Regions from separate parts of the Rattus norvegicus genome. Here region 1 is linked to region 2. The links are chromatin contacts, called in public Hi-C maps. All regions are on one chromosome and are shown on one strand. Each heading gives the region's core, a stretch centred on a gene start, on an enhancer-like site or on the middle of the called end of the contact. The rest is flanking DNA. Distances are from core to core; before and after follow the strand shown. Region 1 has its middle 190 kb from the start of Ankrd55. Region 2 overlaps LOC102554307 (a long non-coding RNA gene).

The links. Hi-C and Micro-C count contacts between places; a contact is called where the count stands out from the background.
Region 1: a Hi-C map of liver shows a contact between it and region 2, with 2.9 times the contacts expected there. The contact joins two enhancer-like sites. A contact is called at or near these places in 2 of 12 Hi-C or Micro-C datasets (kidney and liver).

What each region holds. Positions count from the first base shown.
Region 1 is chr2:45,456,562-45,463,440 of GRCr8, forward strand. No RefSeq gene overlaps it. Among named protein-coding and RNA genes, the nearest start is that of Ankrd55, 190 kb to the right of the region's middle. Within about 2 kb of position 5,365, at least 12 of the 93 cell types and tissues checked have an H3K27ac peak or open chromatin away from gene starts, as enhancers often do. A contact at or near this core is called in liver, where this site is marked.
Region 2 is chr2:45,393,510-45,400,138 of GRCr8, forward strand. The region is part of intron 1 of LOC102554307 (a long non-coding RNA gene); the gene reads left to right. Among named protein-coding and RNA genes, the nearest start is that of Map3k1, 250 kb to the left of the region's middle. Within about 2 kb of position 2,057, at least 6 of the 93 cell types and tissues checked have an H3K27ac peak or open chromatin away from gene starts, as enhancers often do. A contact at or near this core is called in liver, where this site is marked.

The DNA.
Region 1 (6,879 bases), core at 4,115-6,614, 66 kb after region 2:
GGTCTCTCTGGAAAGAGGCCTGTGCCACTTATTGTCCCTGAGGCCTTGGGAAAAATCTGACGCTGCGATCTGGTTTCTCTCTCTCTGTAAAGGAATCGTAACAATGCCTCGCTACCTTACCAGGGTGCTGTGTGAATTCGCTGACACCCGTGAAGCTGCATGAAAGTGAAGAGGCTTACATAAGTGCCTGGTATTATTCACAGAGTGAACGTTTCCCCCTGAGAATAGAGTCATAAACAGTACCATTGTGCGGCTGGTGGAACGCGTTCAAAAGTTTCCGTTCACGACTAGTAGATCAAGTTGTGGGTGGCTGTATGGGCTGTCTGTGCCCCTGCCAACTTGCGTCCCAAACGGCAGCACAGCGGGCTATCTGATGATGAAAGGCCCTACTGTAAGAGACGGCCTAACCTCTGCATCTGTCGCAGGGAGAGTCCTGTAGGGCAGGCAACTCCACATGCACCTTTTCTTACAGTGGGAAAGTCACAAGGTCTGAGCTGTGGTCGCATGGGAATCCAACATGGCAGCACTTGAGACAGAACTCTTTCTAGCACATTGAATCCCCAGGGTGAATGATTGAGGAGGATTATAATTTCCTCTCTCCCTTCTTCCTTCCCTCCTTCCCTCTTTGTTTCCCTCCCTCTTCTCCCAGGAAAAGCCAGAGTTGTAAACTAGATAGTGTGTTAGGGTTTGGGTTAAGGATTCATTCTCTCTGGGTATAATTCAATCACTTGGGTGTGTGGGAATTGTCTAGACAGAACACTACTGGCCCACACAGCAGTCAGAAAAAGATCGCCTCTCCACCATTGCTGGCTCTGGAAATTCTCCAAGGTGGAGGAGGGGGAAATGCATTCTTTTAGGAAGGGCTAGGACTTCCCTTTGGGTATCATGTCAGAAGAAGGTATTTTCAGTCAAATAACAGAAGATTAACTACTTGAATTTCTCAGTTTTGTGCCATAGTACCTGATGAAAGCGACTTGAGGAGGAACCGGGTGTTTGTTTGTTTGTTTGTTTGTTACTTTTGTTTTGTTTTTGGCTCACGGGGAACGGTCTATTATGGTGCAGTTACACCTCATCATGACAAAGAAGTAATGAGGCAGGAGTACGAAGTCAGCTGATCCCACCGCATCTGCAGTCAGGACGCACTGAGCGATGGATGAGTGCTAGCGTTTCGCTTCCCTTCTCTCATTCAGTTGATGCTCTGTGCTCTGGAAAGGTGCTATCGATGCTTAGGATGAGTCTCCCCACCCCAATTAACACAGTCTAGAGACCCCCTCACAGACCTGCCTGCTAGTTCGTCTCCTAGGCAACTGACAGTGATGATTAACCACCGTTGCTCTTAGAGATAGTATCTTTGCATGTTTGTTTTGAAGCAAGGTCTTACGTTATCACCCATTCTACCTTTAAAACTATGATCCTCCTGCCTCAGCCTCACGCGTAGCTGAGATTCCAGATCTCTACCACCACCACAGCTGGTTCTATGAATCATGGGATAACTGAACTGCAAATGACGTAGCTGTTCAACTATTTGATAATTTTCTAAATTCTCTGGACTGGAATGACTTTTTTTTTTTTTTTTTGGTCTTTCCTTATAGGAATAACAATTGGCTCAAATCTTGAAAACAATTAAAAAACTTAGGACAAGAAAATCAAAAACGAGGATCTGCCTTGGTACTTTCTGTCTGAAGTTGGACAAAAAAATGTCAATTTAACAACAAAGGACATGGGGGAGGATTTTTAGAACACTAACTGTGCTTGGTTTTCCATAGGCCTTACTCCTGTATCCATGCTCAGTTTTTCTTTCAGGAAATCATTCATTCATTTATTTGGTGAACATTTTTTGGCAACTGCTGTATACTGGGCAGTGTGTTAAATGCTAGAATTAGCTACCAAAAAAAGTGTGGCACGCTCAGTGAACCCCTAATCTAGGCACACTGCCAAGTATCATGGCAGAACCAAGGTCTGAGCTGGAATAACTGAAAGGCACTGCATTATGGCACTTGGCGTCAGGTTCAGCACCGAAGGTCCTTTGATTTTTCTTTCCGGGATGTTTTCTGTTCCACTGGTCCCGTAAGAGCCATGATGGACGTCAGTGCTGTGGAGATCCCTCATCCAGGCTACAGTCAACTTCAGAAAGATGCCATGCAGAAGTAGCAGGCAGGACAGAGAGGAGCTCTGGGTCCCCACTGTGGCATCAGGGCAGAGCCCATAGAGCTGAAGTACCCTGTGTGAACGTCTTCATGTCTGAACCCTGGAACGGGCAAAGAGTGATTGCTGACTTTTCTCCATTACTGAGTGGTCTTAAGACCCACAGGCTGGGGAGTGCTGGCCCACGCTGGTCAAGTCCAAGGCTGAGCATGGTTGTGAGCCTGAATGACTGGATGACGTGAACACTGTTGACACTCTGTAGACTTTCCATAAAGTTTCACAGGGGTAGACACTATTCCCCCTCCCTACCCCTGCTGCGTTCCCAGAGCCTCAGAACACAGCCGCCCTCCCTTTCTGTGCTACTCCAGAAACCAGGGAGATTCCTAGGAAGTAATGAGAGCCACGAGAGTAATAGAGGAGAGGATGGTGTATTTCGTCTTTGTGTAGCTTCCCAGTGGACTGTTAATCACTAACCTCCCCAACCATTACCCACTTCTTCCTGGTTTTGCCCATTTGTTTCTCTAGCTTCCTCCCTGGTGGCGGCTGATAATACAACCCAAGCCAATAAGACGTGAACTCAAGTCGGCTAGGACTTTGAAGGAAGATGGGTGGATGGATGGAAGGGCAGGCAGATGAAAAACAGATTAGATTGGGTAAATAAATGATAGAATACGAAATGTCTGAACCCTTCCCCTCCCTTCTCACAATTGAGGCCAGAAGCCTAATGTGCAGCTATTTGAAGGGAGAATCTTTAGGAGGTGACTAACTTGGATGTAAGTCAGACTGTAATGGGATAAGCATCTCATGGAAGAGGTGGACATTTGATCTCAGCAGTAGAAGAGAAGTAGAAGGAGGAAGGGAGGGAGGGAGGGAGAGAGAGAGAGAGAGAGAGAGAGAGAGAGAGAGAGAGAGAGAGAGAGAGCATTTACTCAGAAGAGAACACTTGTGATATGGCCAGCCGTGGTTTCAATAAGATTTGTGTGCAGTTGAATGTGAGGCCTAAGCAGCCACTTTTGCAGAAACAGTTCATACTGAGGGAATGAATGCCAATGGGACAAGCAGAGCAAAGACTGCCACACTTCCCAGGTACTCCACGACTGGCTGCTCAGAAGCAACAGTGCTCTCTTAGTTAAGAATGATTCAGAGTGCTTTGGCACTGCCCTGCTGCTTTTCTTGTTAGAGGGGAATCTTGGTTTGTGGGTACCAGAAGCAGCCACCCAGAGCCTGTGCGAGAAACCATTGGAAGGAGGCAGGGTAGGATGTACTTCTGAGTGTGGAAGGCAGAGCATCGGACCCCTGGGGAGCCTTGGTTCTAATTCAGTTAATTCTGGATATGTGAGCCTTAATTCCAATGGAGTTTCCCTTGCTAGGGTGTGGAATTACTCTAGACTTATCTCAAATTTCTTCCTTCTAATTTCTCAACTATAAAATGAGATTCCTTCATCTTAGGCCTTCCTCATAATTGCCTTTTGAAAGCATATAACATCTGGTTTCATTATCCCACAGCTGGAGAGCTCTGCTTTGAGTTAATGACACCTTGAATCTCAATCACATCCAATTAAGATGATATTTAAATGCAGTTGGCTGTAGAATTAGTGTTTAGAATGAGTTAAGACTTTTGAATCAGTGGGATGAATGGGTGTGTTTCCATGAAGGAAGGACATGAATGAGGTGGGCGGATACCAGAGGTGGAATGCTTTGAACTGAAAGTTTGGGTCTCCCTACTGTCCATACATGTAATGCTATGTTCCGTAGCATGTTGCTTGGCATAGATGACATGACAAGGGTGGGGCTTTTCTGGTGTAATTAGTGCCCTTATAAGAAGAGAAAACAAAGAAGTATGTGATCTTCCCCTCCCCTTCCTTCTCTCTCTCTTTCTCTCTCTCTCTCTCTCTCTCTCTCTCTCTTTCCCTCTTTCCCTTTCTCCCTCTCTCCTTCTCTCCTACAATTCAAGGACACAGTAAGAGGGGTCAGCCATATGCAGTTGAGGAATTCCTCACCAGGAACTGACTCCATCAGCACCCAGGTCTTGGGTTTCCTGATGTCCAGAATGCCTGTAGTCTTGTGGTCTGGCAGCACAAGCAAGGTCGGTTAATAGTCTTTACTGTTCTTCAGAGGAGCCAGCGTAACCTTGCAGGATTGCCCAACCTTTCGCCATTGCAACAGACATTTGTCATCTACCCTAAGTTCAGGCTGGAGAACAGTTACAGAAAGAAATCACAAGAGGAATCCCTTGGTGTTTTAAGTGAGCCCACGGCTCTGTGTTAGCCTGTGTTCACATCTGTCCTGAGACACATGTGGCCTGTGGGCTGCAGGCTGGGGTGTTACACCCACGGTGAGTCCAGGGATTTCAAAAAGACTCGGACAATGAGCTGTGTGATGGCATGACTGTGACAGTGAAAAGACTGAAAATAATCCAAAATTTTGTGTCTAGAGAATAAACGCATCCAGTCTGTGAAAAATTGTGCTTCCTCTAAAACAAAAGAGCTCAGTCGACATTTCTTGGTGTGAAAACATGTTCTGCACCCATTCGTAAAATAGATATGCTAGTTGTAGCGCGTGATGCAAGATTCAATGCAATTTGTGTACCAAACAACGTCCTTTCTCAACAAGCACTTACCTTTCTGTATGTGGAACTATAAACGCATATAAACATATATGCTTTACACACTCATACACAAGTCATACACACACACACACACACACACATACCTATGAATGTATACACTTAAGGAAAATCTATATATTCTGGTACGAGGTACAGTGGATGGATAATAAAGTTAATCAGAAGGAAACAGTAGAGGATTGGGGAATAGGCAGAGCTTTTCCTACCTGTGCTGTTTTAATTGTTACTTGTGTAATTAAAAACATGGCGATGAGTTGTGAGGAGGAATGTGGTTGAAACCAAAGGGAAGGGAAGTCCCACCAGGACTTGTTTTTCTCTTTAAGTCTTCTCCTTCACTCGGTTTCATGGAGACTTCGAAATGGAGATGAAAAAGGTTCTTGTCTGTCTCTTGTCTGCCGCAGAGTGGGCGTGCGGGAAGGACGTGGTGTGTCTGGGGTGCGTTTCAGAGCTTACGGCAAAGCTCATTCATGCTGAGGCGCTGGCTTTTGCCCATAAAAGGAGGAATTACAACATCAGAGCCAGATTGTTCCCATTTCCAAAGAGCCACAGAATGTCAACATTGACTGTCAATCACTTGTTCTGCATTCTCTCGCCAACACTCCCTGGAAGCCGGGCCAGGCACAGAAAACAGATGCGGGCAGGCACTGTTTTGACAACACTGGATACGCCTGTGATTAGGAGTCAGGATAGCGTAAAAATGATTAATATGCTCCTGAAAGAACAGGGAGTGCACCTCCAGAAGGGATAATTGGATGGGCGTCCCCGATGTTCACCTCCTACCCAGACATGGCCACACGTTCGAGCACAGGTTTCTTTCCCCCAAGCAACCCCTGGCTGAGAGGTTGCTGTAACTCCAATTTCTCTCTGTGTGACAGGATCTTTCTCTATAATACAGGCTAACCTCAACATGGCAGTCCTCCTCGGTTTCCCAAGTACTGAAATGACAGGTATTTGCCACCTGCTTGCTGTAATGCCCATTCGTTTCCACACTCTGGAGTTCAGACTCAGGACCCTGTGCTTTCTAGACAAGCACTCCTCCATGGAAGTGGATCTCTAGTATCCCTGCTCTCCTTTTCGAAGACCTCGTCTTAAGTCTCTCCATGACACTCATCCTAATGAGTCGTGAACTCACTAGGTATGCATGGATGCCCTTGAACTTATCAGTCTGTGTTTCTCTGGAGGGCTGCTGTGGGCTACCAGGAGTGGGGTGTGTATTTAGTGTAGGGAGTGAGCCCAAGGCACCTTACGGGGCACATGGTCTACCGTCAGGCATATGCTTTTTATTACGGTTCTGTAAGAGGCATAAAAGGTTCTTGGAAAACGGGCAGAAAGGTTGAAAGATGTCAAAAGAGTGTCAAAATCCACTTCTACTACTAAATACACAATCCTTAAGTTAGCAATAAAGCCATCTTAGTAATATATTTTTAAACTCCCTGATAAACACCCTCTCTCTGTTTAGTAGCATTTCACAGAATGTGGCAGCTTACAATGCACCTGCTAAATTCTCAATTTATGAAGCAGAAAGTCATCATTTAGCTCTCTGTGCATGAATTAAGGTGTCCTGGAGTAACTTTAATTACACAATCGTCTAATTACCAAGCAGCTGTCCTTTTTCCTAGAAATGTATTCTCACTTCTGAGTAGCTTCAGTCCCGGGCCACATCCTGCCTTATTCGGTGACTAAGGAACAAACTCCGGGACTGAGTCAGAACCACTAGCTCTTTTCTGGGGTCTCCCTGGATAGCAGGTTCAGACATCTAGGTTCTGAGAATGTGGATTCTATGAGTGGGCATCAGGCTGCAGGCGGGTCCTGCAGGAGCCACACCTACTCTTCAAAATCTCAGTCAGAGTTTCTTTGCTTCAATCTGTGAGAAACTGGGCTTTCTGAAGAAACTTTCAAAAAAGAAAAGAGAAATTATTCAGTTCTCTCTTTTTCAATAACTATCCACTGCAGTCCTATTACATGACAAACTGTTTGGAGTCCAGAGGATCCAGCAGTGACAACATTTCCTTTCCTACAACATCCCAGTGAACTGGGATGCTTAATTGCAACATCCCAGTGAGCCTGGCGACCCACAAGGCTCCACGACAGAACCTGCATTCTGTATC
Region 2 (6,629 bases), core at 807-3,306:
TCAAGATTGGAGGCAAGGATTTAACAGTCTTTAGCTTACATGTGATACCTAAAGCCAAGACTGTGGCCAGATGTACAAGGGGAGGGGAGAGTACAATGGGGAAGCAGTTCAGTAGTTGACTGGGAGCTATGGAGACATCCTGGAGATGAGTTTCTTAACAGATACATGAAATCTAGAAGTTACTGGAGCAGACAAGCAATTTCAGAGAGAGGGAGGGAGGGAAAGAGGGAGGGGGAGAGAGAGAGAGAGAGAGAGAGAGAGAGAGAGAGAGAGAGAGAGACTGACTCTGTCAACCCCCTAGTCAAACATGGGACAGGCTGCAGAGGGTGCAATGTCTTAGGAAAAGCAGTTTCAGTGGAGTGGTGGTGGCCAAGGAAGTGCAAGGGAGGTAAAGGAGAGATGGTGTTACCTTAGCTCCTCAAGAATTTTAGGTGGGAAGGAAAGAGCAAGCAGGTGGGTGATGAAGCTGATGCAGAACTTGTGGATGGGGATCATGACTCTGGGTTCATCCTCTAAAATGAAAGCCAAGCCGAAAGCATCTATGCCTGGTGATGGAAAGAGATTAATGCCCAGGAAGGGCCAAAGATGCAGGAAGTGGAAGCTCAGGGACAAGGTTCCTGGTACAGATGGGCTCCCTGCATAACTGAGAGAGAATCTGGGGCAGGAAACCCATGTGGCCATGCCCTCAGAGTCAGACCAGAGGAAAGACAGGAAGGAAAACTCTGAGGAGTAGGGGGCTTTTGGCTACAGTCAGCCAGGGTGAGCTTCAGCCAAGTTCTCTCTCAGGAGGCTCTTAAGACGGGCAGCCCTTCAGGGTTACCCCAGGTTGGAGTAGGGCCAGGCCTTTACACTCCCACATTACTAACCAGAGTGAGCTGCCTCAGGAAGGAAGTGGGGCATAGGGCAAGGTGACTCTGTCTGGTCAGGCACTTCCTGAAGGTGGGTGGCCAATGGAAAGTCAGAAGCAAAGCTATAGCTGAGGATGCAGCCCTTTCCATGCCAAGGAGGAATCTGGGCGTTTCCATCTGTATCAGGTCAGTTCCAACACGTGAGGCCGAGTCAGTAGGAGATAAACATGACATGTATTGCACAAGACGGCTTCACATGGTTGAGGTGAGGCTAGAAGGTAAGCCTGATACCTTCGGGTTGGGCAGGCTGTCAGTAGAGACAGGTAGAGCTCCTGGGTACAGCTGCTGTCCACAGTGAGAATTTCTTCTTCATCAGGGAGGCCTTGCTTCTGCCTACAAGGCCTTTTAAGTTGGTTGACGTGAGTCTTCCAGATCTGGAACAGTGTCCCTTGTCAGCCCATCTGCCCTCAGGTATCAGGGCCCAAGGTTTGCTCTATTTTCCTTTCAGAAGTAGAGAACACATCCAGTGGATCTTATCTTCGATCTCCTTTCTGTGCAAACACCATGCCTCCTTCTAGCCCTTCACCCCAGCTTCCTTCCCTGCAGGTTCTATCCACCTTTCTCTCTCCCCATCACCTGCCTCAACTGATCAGAAGAAACAGGGACCTTATTCACTCCACTAGAACTGTGGTCCCTGCAATTCTAGCCCATGTCCTCTTTCCTCACACTCAATGGCAGCCGTACAGGTCAGAGAGAAGGCACTGCTTGCAAATCAACTTCCATAAAGATCACAGCTGACAGACTTGCAGGGAGACCTTGGCTCTGAGTGTGACCTCATGAGGAATGATGCAATATCCAACGTCATGGCTATCTGAGGTTCATGCAATGAGGGCCCTGCTGAATTTCTGTCTCAGACTTTGTGCTTCACAAATTCAATATTTGTCACATCTGATCTTCTGCAACCTGGGATTCAGGGCATAGAGGCTCGCTGTCTAACAAGCTTTGTGTTTTTTGCTTAGTCAAAGGTTAGGAAGTCCATCCTTTTACTATTTTTGGACAGAAAATAGGCCTCTGGCATTTCTTGAGAGTGGATGAGTATCCCACCCCACAACCTTTGCCGTAATTAAAAGGGCAAGGAAGTCGTCTGGAATGACTCTGTTGCTCGGGCAGTCTTCCAAGCTCAAAGGTAGAACTGCTGAGATGCCAAGCTGAAATGTCACCGTCTTTCTAAGCCGTATGAGTGAACGCTCTTCATGTAACAGCATGTTGGTATCATCCGTGCCTTTGCCAACATGAGCTGATCTTGACAGTTTCATCACAAGAGCCCCCTTCTCCCTCCCCGTCATTCATCTCTAGACTTTCTCCTTCTCGGAGAACCAACCCCAAAGTCTACAGAAGCAAGATCATGCAAAAATAGTTCTCAAGGATTAGGGATCAGGGTTTGGGAGGCAAAGAATGAAACCTAATTTTAGTCATCTCTGGCTTGTTTTTGGTCTTAAAACAATGTCTCCCTGGGTGGTAGAGCAGTTAAATTTTCTCCCTACTTTGGACTTTCCTGTAGTCATTTATTAACAGCTAAATTAGAACAGGGCTAATCCGAATGAAGGCAGTATGATGGGACAAGTTAAGAATTCAGACGCTGTGTAGACAGACAAAAGACACAACAGCCAGCATGCTTTGGATCACTTCCCTTTCCACACAGCTGATCTTGTCTGCGAATACTTTTTACTGAGAGTAATTATGATTTTTATTTCTAATAAGATATAAGATCAACTACCTCATTTTTCTGTCTGTTTCCTACCTCCCTCTTTCCTCATCTCTCCACCAGGAATAAGTAAGAGACAACATAACTTGGAGCTCTAGACAGCCTATTCCCCGTCTGACCTGTCAATCCAGCTATGAGTGGACTTGCCCTTATGTCTGTGTCAAGAGTATCGGCATACCTAGGTGATTCCCAAATGCAGCTTATCTCATGGGAGAGATATAAGTGGACAGAGCCTCCAATTCACCAGCCCTAGTTGCTAGAGGTGGTCTCAGATGATCATTTTAATTGGAGGACCAACATTTCTAAGACACTTCCAGGCTAGAGATTACTTCTGAGTACATTAGATGCTACTGGAGCCAAAAAGCATGTGTGTCAGAAAGTCTGGCCCTACCTAGAGGAGCTTTAGCAAGCATTTAATTACACCCCTTGCCTAGTGTACTCTGCCGCAGAATCTAGGCCACGGAATGGGCTCAGCATGGAAGTGGAGGAATCCCTAGGTAGGTGTTATGGTTTGAATATGAAGCGTCCCCACAGTCTCGTGAGTTTGGTTACTGAGTCCCCCAACTCCTGGTACTGTTTTGAGAGTTTACAGAATCTTTGAGGCAGGAGGAGGCATGGCTTTCAGATGTGAGTGGCTGCTGGGAGCTGTTTGGGAGGGCTGTTTCCAGCCTGAGCTGGCACCGTGTAACAAGCACTGGGGCCCCCTGCCCTGACATAAACCAGGCAAGCCCTCTGCCATGATGGACTGCAGCCCCTGAACCATGAACCCAAATAAACCTTTCTCCCTTAAATTGTGTCTGCCGGGTCTTCAGTGAAGAAAAAGTAATTAACAGAGTAGGAAATACAGTCTTCCTGAGATAGTAAATTTGTCAGACATGTTAAAAAACATTTTTTTGGAAGTGTTCCTAGAGTGTCAGCCACCCAAGGGTATTAATCACGCCTTATTTTTAGATCAAAGCACGATTTTCTAGTTGCGTTATTTACCTTGATGATAAATGACTTCTGAATTTTTCTCATAACCCCCTTTCTTTTTTAATCAAGAGAAAATTTTCCAGTGCCAGAGACATTATGTGCAAGATTATGGGGCTCTGAAGGAAATTCCTTGGGTATTTTGGGATGGGAGGGGTTGTGTTTTCAGGGAATAGAGAAGAAAGATCTAGATTTGAATGTTAGCACCGTCTCCCTTGGATATGTGACTCAGCTTCGTTTGACACTGTTGTCCTGGTACTGAGCTGGAGAGCGAGGCCGGGCATCTGTAATCATGTGTAGACAGTATTCCCCACATAAAGCACGCCCATAGTCATGGTTTCCTCTCCTCGTGATGTGCTGAGCACAACTGCCGGCATTCAAATGTTTGCATGCAATGTGAGCACAGCCGCAGATAACTCTACTGCCTGAGAACTGTGTGCTAGGCTTTTCTCTGCGCACCTTACATGAGTCTTGGGTGGCCCCCACATGACAGGACCAGCATTGTCCTGGTTTGAATATATTTCTTTCTTTTCTTTTTTTTCCTTACCCTTCATGATTTATTTTTATTTGATTTATTTATTTGAGTTAGCTTACAAAGTAGCAAGTTTCTTTGAGGTCTTTCCATATACTTAGTTGTTGTTTCTTATCCTTAGACTCTGCTCCACGACCCCATTTCCCTGCTTCCCCCATTCTTGCTGGATCCTTTCCTTCACTCCCAGTGTTCTCCCTTCTGGTTCTATGTCACATAAGCCTCAGAATCCTCTCCATCCCTCCCTTAAAGCATCTTTAAAAAAAAAATCTCTCGGCTCCTTTAGTTTCCTGACCTCTACATAACACTTACACCTCTGGATTTACATATTTAACACTTAAAAATCAGGACCTATATATGAGCAAGGACATGTGGTGTTGGTCTCTCTGCCTGGTCACCTCCCTCGATGTAACATTTTCTGGTTACGCCCGTATTCCTGCACACGTTTTTCTTTATCGTTGCTTAAGATTCCACTGTAAACATGTTCCTCATTTTCACTATTCATTTATTTGCGGATGGACATCTATGTGGGTCCGTTCCTTTGTTATTGCAAAAAGAACAGCAATACACGTGGATGTGGAAACCAAGGCCCTGAGAACTTAAAGAATGTGTTGAAGGCCAATTCAGAATCGGACTTTCCAAACCTGGGACCCTAGACCCAGAATCTCTATTCTTGGTACAACATTATACTGCATGTGTTAAATCATTAGTCACTTCTTTACTGTCACACTTGATATATTTCTTAGGCGTGTGTGTGTGTGTGTGTGTGTGTGTGTGTGTGTGTGTGTGTGTGTGTGCATGTATGCACTTCTGCAGAGAAGAGTCCAGGTAGGGTGGAGCCCAGACTGGATGTGAAGTCCTCTAGCTACTCACACTCTGACCACACCCAAATCTGCCCATGGAAGATACCTTTCAGATACTTACCATAGGTACAAACAGCAGGCTACCAGCCATTCGTCACCAGCAACTCAAGCTGCAGGTCCTCATGGGTATCGCTTAGTGCTGAAGGGCACAGATAGTTTTTGAACAGACTTAAAGGTACTTGTTCTTTCTAGTTTGCTGTAATTTCATGCTAGACGTCTCCCATAATCCCATTTAACTGACGATGATATGTGAAAAGGGTGAGTCAGCGGAGATCAGCCTTAATAATAATAAGTGGAGAAAGCAACCCAGTCAGCTTCTTCTTACTGCACTGCAGAGCAGCAGAGCGCTGTCCTTCTGTTCCTCCGGGAGCTGAGCTGGTGCCTACCTCTGTGTCCTTACCTTTGTTTCCACTTTCACTCTCCCTAACTCCTGGAAAGACAGAGAGAGTGAAGCACAAAGCTGCCTGACATCAAAGAGAAAGGCAGTAGAGCTGGTTCCCCCGGGCTGGGTGGCTGTGGTGGGTGGAGGCCCTGCCTCCTGGCCTTGAGTGCCCTAGAAGCAGCTAAGTGACCCATTTTCCTTAGTCTTGCCCACACAGCTTCCTCTGTTAATTGTGAGTGGCCATAGCTGACTGTGGCAATGCAGCTCCAAATGACCCAGCACTGGTGACCCTGAGACACCACAGGAGAAGCCCTGAACAAAGGCTCACTTCTACCTTCCCGACTCCAGCCCAGGAACTTCACCAACCTGTTGAGAAAACAATGCAAAGCATAAATTCTGTTTTACTCTAACTCTGTTGGTTATGCTCAAAGTCATTTTAGTGTCTTTTACTTAATCAGGCCAATTCAGTTTATTATAACATCCCTCTTCCCCCTCCTCTTCTCCTCTTCATTTTTCTCTTTCCCCTGGTTAGTTCTGGAGACGGGATGCAGACCATACTGTATAAACAGTCTGCCTCTGGGCTATGCCTTGTTCCAGTGCTTTCTTGCTTGTTTTTGCTCCCTTCCCTTCCCTCCCTTCCCTTCCCATCTCTTCCCTCCCTGACTTCCCCTCCCCCCATTTCCTTCTTTTAAATTAACTTCTTACCCTTTTCATGTGTAGGATGAGCTGAAAATTCCCCTGTGAACATAGAGAACATTCTTTCATAATCATCAATCACATCACAATGGTAGACAAGTATAGTTCTTCTTACCACCTAATGCCCAACATCCCTTCCTCTTAGAGTCCAGCTCCCGCTGTGTAAGCAGCACCCACCACAGCACTCCCCCAGTCTCCCTTACAGTTAGACGCAGCATTTGAAAGACCAGTTAGATGTTCTTGCAATCAACTGGTGATATGAGAAAGAGAACACCTAGAATTAACTTTGATAGTGTGTTAGACACAGGGATCAACAGCCAGGTCCTAGATGGCAGTCGGTAGCTCTAATGTGAGCACGTTGAGTACCAAGGCCAATAGGAAGAACAAATGGAGGGGGCTACAATGTTTGGGTGTGGCATGGCTTAGCTGTACTGCTGTATTGAGTGACTTTGCTGTGAAGTAACAGCATTGTTCTTAGTATACACTCTACTCCAAACCCTATTCGCTGGATCCCCTAGAAATTCTCTGAGCCACTCAATGTTCTGTCCATAAATTCCTCTTCATCCTAAATTAGCTG